2 separate regions of the Mus musculus genome follow, and region 1 is linked to region 2. Evidence: chromatin contacts called from public Micro-C data. All regions are on one chromosome and are shown on one strand. The core of a region is the stretch at or near the end of the contact, and the rest is flanking DNA. Distances in the headings are between cores, read along the strand shown.

Evidence for each region. Hi-C and Micro-C count contacts between places; a contact is called where the count stands out from the background.
Region 1: a contact with region 2 is called in a Micro-C map of the HL-1 cell line, with 2.6 times the contacts expected there. The contact joins the enhancer-like site here to the promoter of Fa2h in region 2. A contact is called at or near these places in 6 of 39 promoter capture datasets (the 3T3-L1 cell line, 3T3-L1-derived adipocytes, frontonasal cranial neural crest and 3 more), 2 of 15 datasets of contacts at CTCF or cohesin (CD8 T cells and the NIH/3T3 cell line), 15 of 484 Hi-C or Micro-C datasets (CD8 T cells, the HL-1 cell line, the HPC-5 cell line and 11 more), 5 of 115 datasets of contacts at active chromatin or transcription factors (effector CD8 T cells, embryonic fibroblasts, embryonic stem cells and 1 more) and 2 of 9 other capture datasets (adipose tissue and pancreatic islet).

The regions. Positions count from the first base shown.
Region 1 is chr8:111,433,776-111,438,257 of GRCm38.p6, forward strand. No RefSeq gene overlaps it. Among named protein-coding and RNA genes, the nearest start is that of Gm24793, 17 kb to the left of the region's middle. Within about 2 kb of position 1,881, at least 50 of the 459 cell types and tissues checked have an H3K27ac peak or open chromatin away from gene starts, as enhancers often do. A contact at or near this core is called in CD8 T cells, the HL-1 cell line, Th2 cells and 3 more, where this site is marked.
Region 2 is chr8:111,391,270-111,396,168 of GRCm38.p6, forward strand. It overlaps Fa2h (fatty acid 2-hydroxylase), which reads right to left and starts at 2,552. Exons shown (of 7, transcript NM_178086.3): 1 at 2,214-2,552. The coding sequence starts at 2,483.

The DNA.
Region 1 (4,482 bases), core at 631-3,130, 42 kb after region 2:
AGATTTAGGATTGGTAAAAATCCTTTCCCAATCTGTTGTTGGCCTTTTTGTCTTATTGACAGTGTCTTTTGCCTTACAGAAGCTTTGCAATTTTATGAGGTCCCATTTGTCAATTTTTGATCTTACCGCGCAAGCCATTGCTGTTCTGTTTAGGAATTTTTCCCCTGTGCCCATATCTTCGAGGCTTTTCCCTACTTTCTCCTCTATTAATTTCAGTGTCTCTGGTCTTATGTGGAGGTCTTTGATCCACTTAGACTTGAGCTTTGTACAAGGAGATAAGAATAGATCAATTCGCATTCTTCTACATGATAACCGCCAGTTGTGCCAGCACCATTTGTTGAAAATGCTGTCTTTTTTTCCACTGGATGGTTTTAGCTCCCTTGTCAAAGATTAAGTGATCATAGCTGTGTGGATTCATTTCTGGGTCTTCAATTTTATTCCATTGATCTACCTGTCTGTCACTGTATCAGTACCATGCTTAGCTTGCTTTCTTATAGAACCTAAGACTACCAGCCCAGGGATGGCACCACCCACAAGGGGCCCTCCCACCTTGATCACTAATTGAGAAAATGCCCGACAGCTGGATTTCATGGAGGCATTTCCTCAACTGAAGCTCCTTTCTCTGTGATAACTCCAGCTTGTGTCAAGTTGACACAAAACCAGCCAATACACATTTAATATTAGGGGAGTGACATGTACCATATTGAGCTTGCAGAGGTCCAAAGAGGTTTTCTCATCCTATCAGGGAACCCAGGGATCCAACTCAGGTTGTCAGGTTTTCATGGAACGTGCCTTTAACCACTGAGATACCCAGCTAGCTCTGAACTTCTTTTCTTTTCTTTTTGTTTTTAAAGATTTATTTATTTACTTTATGTATATGAGTACACTGTGGCTGTACAGATGGTTGTGAGCCTTCATGTGGTTGTTAGGAATTGAATTTTTAGGACCTCTGCTTGCTCTGGTTAACCCCACTTGCTCCAATCAACTCTACTCGCTCAGTCCCTGCTCTCTCCTTGCCCAAAGATTTATTTACTATTATACATAAGTACACTGTAGTTATCTTCAGATGCGCCAAAAGAGGACGTCGGATCTCCTTACATATGGTTGTGAGCCACCATGTGGTTGCTGGGATTTGAACTCAGGACTTTCAGAAGAGCAGTCAGTGCTCTTACCTGCTGAGCCATCTTGCTAGCCCTGGACTTCTTTTCAAGACCTCGGTTTTGACAGGTGACACAAAGAACACTTTTAGGTTTTTAAGGTCAGAGTTGGCCCAGGCCTGGCCAGGTGGTATCTATCTATGCTCAGAGGAACTGGGCCAGAACCTCCTGAGTTGGGCTATGGAACAGGGTTGTCACTGGTTTGCTGTTCTAGAGATTCAGTGACCCAAAGTCAACCTTGGTTAGATTTATCCTGAAATAAGTCATCCATCTTAGACTTTGGATTTGGAACGGCTCATAAGGACTTGTGTGTTGAAAGCTTGGTCCCTGGCACAGCAGGAGTCAAAGGTCAGGATTTTGTAAGGTGACTGAATCATCTAAATCATGGGGCTCTGGACTCATGGATGGATTAACTCATCAAAGGGATTATAATTTAATGACATCCTTGGGAAATGGTAGAAACTATGGGACTGAACACTCTGAAAGCATAAATCAAGCTAAACCATTTCTCTTTGAAACCATCTATCCAGTGATTTGTCCTAGAGACAGAAAACTAACACAAATTTTAAACCGAGTGCCCTTCTGAGTAGCCCCAGTCTCATGCCGTCCTGTTCCATCTTGCTTGGAACATGAATCATGCCTTGGTCCAGTGTACCCACTGTGAATACCCACTATCTGTTACTCACTCAGGAAGTGTCTCAGGTTTCAGACATCTGTCAAGGCGTAACCCTCATTGTATTTCCTGTCCCCAAAGCACAAGCGAAACGGTGCTGATCATTTGAACGTGCTGAAGAGAAGACATTAAAATGCTTTACGTGAAGGGGATAACTTCTCTTATTTGCATGTGTGTGCTTGTGCGCGGGTGGATATAAGCTCGTGGAGGCCAGAGGAGGATGCTGCCGCCCTCTCCAGACATTCTCCATTAATTCTTTTGAGATGGGGCTCTCTCCTTGAACCTGGGGCTGGAGTCTGAATTTCAATTGAGCTGGAAACCAGCAATCCCCTGTGATCCTCTTGTCTCCCGCCCCCTCAGAACTGGGGTTACAGGAACTTACAGGGATGTAGGATCTGAATTCCAATCCACACAACTGTGAACTAGGATTCCTAACAGCTAATCCATCTGTCCAACACTATATGTTCTTGACAACATGGAAAGAAAAGAATACATTTGTTTACATATATTGAAGGTGATAGACTCAATGTAAAAATGAATCCTTTATTTATGAAGTCATGAAGGTACAGAAATTCATGCCAGTCTCTTTAATTCTTTCAGAAACAAGGGCTTGCTGTGTAACCTTGTGTCGCGCCCGCTCTCGACCAGCAAGAATGACGCGACCACCAGTCCTTCTAACAGCAGTTTATTCAGTCCTGATTCTTCTTGTTTATATCTCCCCCGAACCCTGGGCCTCTCACTCCTTTTATACTCTCTCTCATCCACATACTGCAGGCCACGCCCCCTTGCCAGTCACAAGGCTTCAGCTAATCAGGGCAGCAGGGGCAAATCTCCACCAAATTGGATTCACCTGTATCCTGGTACACCTGCGCAGCACTCAAGATGTTTGTGTCTTATATGAGGAAGTCAGGTGCAAGTCATATGACTTAGCTGCAGTCCCTGGCGCCTTTGGGACTGCCGCCACACCAGCTCCCCACAACCTTGGGTGACTTTGAACTCACATTGGCCCTCTTGCCTCAGCCTCTCAAGTGCTAACATCACAGACAAGCAGCGCCACGCCTGACCTTGTGCCAGCTTTCTTCAGCACCTCAGGATTTACCCAGCTAGCCCAAAGTGGCACTCCCTTGCCAACCATGCTTGGCCTGCATTCAGAATTAGCACCTACATTTGCTCTTTTCTCTTGGTGACTCCTTGGTACGGTCCTGACCTCTGGTCCCCTGTAACTCCCTAAAACAACAAAGACACAAGGTCATTGTGGGTGGCATACTTTTTAAAACATTGACAGGAAAGGGTAAAAATAGGGGAAGGTAGCAGGGAACACTTCAGATTTAATGGAGATGACTGCCTTTCTCCGTCTCCTTCAAATCCATGGCCCTTTCCACACTGACTGATATTGCTTGCATGTATGGATATGCATATACATATTTATTCTTAAATAGAGCCTGCTCCATCCATATTATATTTACATTTCTTTTTATTACTTCTTTCTATAGATTCCCCATGAACAAGAAAGTTCTTCTCATCTTATTAGTCGGGGGGAATGGAGCTTTCGTTTGTTTTGTGTTTTCTGCCTTCTGAGGACATAGCAGCTCCTGAGCATGACACAGGCTGGCTCTCTCCTTCCCTAGACACACATCGTGAGCAAGGCTCCTATTGTGTATTACTTTCCCTGCTGCCAACTGAGAGCAGGATCCTCATAACTTGGCTCTACTACTAGTGGTTTTCACTGTAGAAATATAGAATTAACCAAGTCACTGCTAGTCATTGAAAGCCAAGATTTTCCTCATGTGTCTAAATCTACTTTGAACTGGATATACAGCCGAGGATGACCTTAACTGATCCTCCTGCCTCTGCTTCCGGAGTGCTGGGATTATAGACATGTACCACCGCACCTGGGTTCAGCTACCGCAGCTTTTGTTGTTTTGAAACAAATCTCCTCTGTGTAGCCCTGGCTGTCTTGGAACTCTCGATGTCAACCAGGCTGATCACAGAGATCTGCCTGCTCTGCCTCCCTAGTGTGCCACCACACCCGACTTTCCTGAACCAGCCTTACAAGAGTGCTTTCTGGTGAGTCTGTGCAGAAATGGCCCCTCAGTCTTGCTGTTAAATCATGCTGTGTCATGATGTGACAGAGCGAGAGAAATCAGTCCAAAGGACAGCAAAAACTGCTCCAATCTCAGTTTTGAGAGAATTGCATTACATTAGTTTTTTGTTGTTGTTGTTGTTTTGTTTGTTTTTTTCTGCGTAGGGACCGAGGGGCATGTGTGGAGGTCAGAGGGTAACTTGGACGGGTTGGTTCTCTTCTTCCACTGTGTGGGTCCTGAAGTTTGTCTTGAATCCAGGTAAGCTGCTATCCCACCTCACTGGCCCCAGTCATCCACTATCTCTCTCTCTCCCTCCCTCCCTCCTCCCCTCCTTTTTCTTTCTTTCTTTCTCTTTCTTTCTTTCTTTCTTTCTTTCTTTCTTTCTTTCTTTCTTTCTTTCTTTCTTTCTTTTTCTCTCTTTCTCTCTTTCTCTTTCTTTGTTTATATTTTTGACCCAGGCCTCACCACGGTAGGCCTGTCTGGCTCTGAACTCGAAGTGATTCCTGTGCCTCTGCCCACCAAGTGCTAAGATGACCAGCGTGTGTTAGCATCACTACCCTTATTTTCA
Region 2 (4,899 bases), core at 1,302-3,801:
GAAATCTGTTTGCAACGTGACCACACTGGGACTTGGGGATATAACAGGTAAAGAGCAGGTGTAGGGAGCCCAGGGTGAACTGGTTTTGCCTCTGAGTTCTCTCTGACCCTAGGGGTCAGGCAGGGCAAGGTGAAACCAAACCAAATCCTGACGCTGGGTGGTTGGCAAAGCAGGAAGGTGGGGCCATCCAGTGCAGGGGAGGGAGTGACATTCAGAATGGTACTGAGTAGAGAGGCCACACCCTCAGGCTCCCGACTGCAGAACACAGTTACAATACAGGGCAGGTCCATGTACCCTCACAGGCCTGGCCATCTCCAGTGTTCTGATCCTAACTGCTCACTGATCTCTGTAGCAATTTTTCTCACAGCAAAGCTTCTGTTCTGTCAGCAAGACCTGACACCAAACACCAGCTCCCTATACTGTTCTGGGTTCCCCGCTGTCGAATGCCAAGTCTGGACAGTTTATGAAATCTGTCAAATCTTCTATTATGAAATCTCCTTTCCCTTCTGGTCATGGTGGTTAAACTATGCCTTTTCTCTGGAACTCCTTACATCCACTGGAGTTCCCTCCGCTCCTTGTCACTGGAGCAAGGCTACTCTTCCGAAGATGCAAATCTTTCCGCACCACTCTTCAGCTTAAGTCCTTTAGCCTTGCAAGTCAAGCCCCCAAACCCCCAACCACAGCCTTTGAGGCCCTTTGATCAAGCCCCAATAACTTCTAGCTCCCACCTCTTTCTTCCCTTGACCTGCCAGCCCTTGGTCACCTTGGTTCCATTGCTGTCTCTTGACTGTGCCACAGTTTGTTTGTTTGTTTGTTTGTTTGTTTTTTAATACATGCTATTCCTCTGTCTGGAATGTTCTTCTTACCACTTTTGGCTAAGCTCTGTCTTCAATTAGCTCTTGGTGAAAATGTCACTTTCTTCAAGGTAGCTCTTACTGAACCTGCTCCAGACCCAGTATGCAAATATTATAAATATTAATAAATGTAATTAAACAATGACCGAGTCCATAGTAAGGTTCCTTATGAACTTGTTCACTCCATGAAAATGGTAACCATTTCTGTTCAATGGCTGTTGGTGCCCAGCACAGTGTCGTCAATCCGTTTAAGAACCAAGTAAGTGACTAAGAGATAAGAATTAGGCAAGATGGATAAGAGGTGTCTCTTGGAACAGTGGACAGCATGTCCTTTCATCTAAAGATCTAAAAGCACTTGAAAGATCGCGAGCAACAAGGACCAACCGTTGCTTTAACCTAATCACGATGGCCTTGCTGTCACCAGTCCTGCTATCAGGCTTGAGAATAAGGAGTTAGCTTGGCTCCACCTGAGTCTACCAAGAGCTCTGTCTCCCAACCCTCCAGATGGAGACGACTTTGATTCTTGAATAAGAAACACTTGATTTTTGTACTACCTAGTTGTTTGACCTCAGACATTTATAGAACTTCACTGAACCCTTGTTTCCACATCCTGAAATGAGAATAACACCCAGGATGGGTTGAAGGTAAAAATCCAAGATGAGTCTGTACCACACAGCAGTACCGAGAGTTTAGCATAGTCTGGGTTAGAAATATCGACTTCTCCTTAGCAAGCTGGTTCGTGTATTTTATTTCACTCTTTCAAACCCACAACACTGTTTAGGACGGAAATAAAACCGGGGGCTGGAGGATAGAATCAATAAAACGCTGTTCGGGCCCCTCACTCACTCACCCACAGGAGCCCCTGAAGGGGGCAGAGCAGAGTTTTGGATTTGTGTCTCCTTGAACCAAGAGAGTGGTGGGATGGAGAAACTGAGGCCAGGTGAGCCTAGGGACCCACTACTGAAACAAGAAAGGAAACCAGAAAGGCTGATAAAGGAAAAGGAAGAGAAGAGAGAAAGGGGGTGGGGTGGGAGGTAGTGGCTGGAGGCAGAAACAGGAGTCGAAGTTGTCAGGCGGTAGGGGGGCTGCAGAAGGGACATGTTGGAAGGAGGATGCAGCCGGGTCAGGGGGGTAGCGGGAACACCAAGCTCCTGGTGATAGGAACGGGAAATAGGGGGATGGGAGAGGGGGTGTCAGTGACCGGTTACCTGGAGAGAAACTGGGAAAACGGAGGGAAGTGAGGGTGGAGGCTGTCACCTTGCGTTCTCCTAGAGGGCAGGTGATCTGAGCTCTCTAAAGTGGCGGACTGGGGGAGGGGTGTGAGGCAGGGAGCGGGGAGTGCCCCGGGCCGCCTGGTACCTGCGGGTCCGCTCGCAGTTCGCCCACATAGTACTGCTCCAGCCAGCGGCGGGCGTTGTCGGAGTGTCTGTGAGGTGGCCCATCCAGGTCGGCACTGATGTCCTGGCCAGCCCGCGCCAGCAGCAGCTGCTCGCCCCCCGGATGATGCCGCACGAAGCTGGTGAGGTCGTAGAGGCTGGCCCCGCGGCGGACCCAGCAGGCACCGGCCGCCAGGCGCCGCTGGACCTCGGCGGGCGTGAAAGAGGCGGCGGGGGGCGGAGCGGGGGCCATGGCGGGAGAGCGGAGCTCGGATCTCGGAGCCCGGCAGTCTGCTCCGCGGCTGCCCAGCGCGCCTCTAACATCTCGGGAGCCGGGGCAGCCGCAACGGGCCGGCCGCCACCGCACCTGCTCATTTGCATGCCCTGCTCCCATTGGCCACTCGGTGGGACGCGGCTGCTGCCCGGAGCCGCCTCCCCATTGGCCCGCAGGGACCCGAGCCCCGAGAGCAAGACGCTGAGCGCGGCCCGCCAGGTAGCCCTGGGCAGGTAGAGGGCGTGCCCACCAGGTGTGCCCGGCTGCTGGTGGATGCCAGCGCATTGAAGGTGACTGTCAGGACCACCTCCTCGGCGGGCACGCAACTTCTACATCTTCAAGGAACCGCATCTTCAAGGGGGAAACTTACTGTATTCAATTCGGCAGTTTCAAGAGGTGCCAAGGACAAGAGTCACTAGGGCGGAGGTCTGGTCTAGTCCCAGGGGTTGGGGGGTATGAAATATATAAACTCAGCCACAATATATTTAATATTTGGAAATTAATTATATTTAATATTTAATCACATATAATTATATATAATTATTATATAGTATCTATTATATATTTAAATAATTAAATATTATATATTATATAATTAAATATTATATATAGTTATATTTAATGTTTAAAAACTTACGTCGTCCCACCGTGTGAATGCGCATCTAAATGCTGAATATTTATTTCTGAAACGTATATTGTACACATTTTATTACAATTTTAAATAAAAATGAAACAAAAAAATCCCAAAACATATTTCACTGGGTGCATTGGGTGAGTGAACAGACGACTTTAAAAAAGGATTTATTTTACTTTGTGTATGAGTGTGTGTATGCATATGCGCATGCCATCCCTCTGGCGGTCAGAAGAGAGTGTCAATCCTCTGGAACTGGAGATTTGTGGGAAGTTTGTGAGGAGTTGTGTATATGCTGGCAGCCCTGGTCCTCTGAAAGAGCAGCCAGTGCTCTTAACCACCGGGCCAGCCTTCCAGATGTTTTTATAAATTATATTGTATGGAAATAAAAGCCATTATTAGTAAGACAGCTTTGGGAAGCCGCATAGCTGGATTGTGTTTTTATTTAAGCATTTTCTATTGGGTTCATTGTGGACCTTTTGCATTAGTTCTGAGTTGTGGAAGACTAGTGAAGTGTTTATCCTGGGAATTTCTATTTACTTTATTGACTTATGAATTTACTGTATATCTGTCCACCTATCAGCAAATCTGTCACCTCACAATCTTGTAATAAAGACATGGCTGATTCAGTGCCCTCACCCCCAGCCTCCTCCTCTTTTCTCTTGTTAGGGAAGGGCAGTGGCTTTGGAGCCCTTCAGAGGTAGAGGTGAACTGCTGGCCTGCCTGGCAACTGATGGGTGTGTGCACACGTCATCTCTTTTGTGAGATCTTTTATTCTGACTGATCATTGTATTCTTGATTTCTGGATGAGCCACAATCCAGTGAATGGAGAATAAAACTTGTAATATTTCCAAGAAGGAAAAATTATTTATGGTGGGTCTAGAGAGAGAATTGCTAAGACCCTTCACTGCTCTTCCTGAGCACTAGGGTTCAGCTCCCAGCAGGCAGCTCACAATCACCTATAACTAACTCCAGCTCCAAAGAATTGTACCCTCCCTGGTCTGCACAGGAACACACATTCTCTCTCTCTCTCTCTCTCTCTCTCTCTCTCTCTCTCTCTCTCTCTCTTTCTCTCTCTGAGACAGGATCTCACTGTATCTATAGAACTCACTTTATAGACCAGACTAGCCTTAAATTCATATAGATTTGCCTGCCTCTTCCTCCTATGTACCAGGATCAAAGGTGTGCATCACCTCATCTAGGAACACACATAATTAAAAAAAAAACTTTAAAGCATTTGATTTGAGATTCAAAGTTATCTTGAATTTTTTCGTAGGCTCTTAAATTTTGGTGCCTCAATTTTGTCTTACATCATGACGCCTGGGACAGAATCCTGGAGGGAGGACAGGGAATCGTGCCTCCTTTCTACAAGGAAAAGTAGGGGCCTTAGAGGCAAAGCCTGTAGACTGAGTGTGTCATCAGAACCTTGTTAATAACAAGGAAACCCACATACAGCTTTCATTGCTCAGCCATGGATCCTGATTAGTGATCAAACTGCCAGTTCTGAGGCTGCCCCATCCAGATGACTTTTGTCCTGCCCCCAACCCCTGCCGAAAAGCTTTTCCCAGGTTGCTTGTGCTTGTTGTCCAGACAACAGGGCTAGCTAGCACTGTGTGGTAAGCCTGTCTCAGAAGCCTCGGGGCCACTACAACAGTAGGACGGGAAGTCTGACTAGCTGGTCTCACCCTCCAGGCATAGGTAAAAGTTCTACTGTGACTTTAGATGTGCTAAGGAACATGTAGCCATCAGGCCTGGGCAACAAGA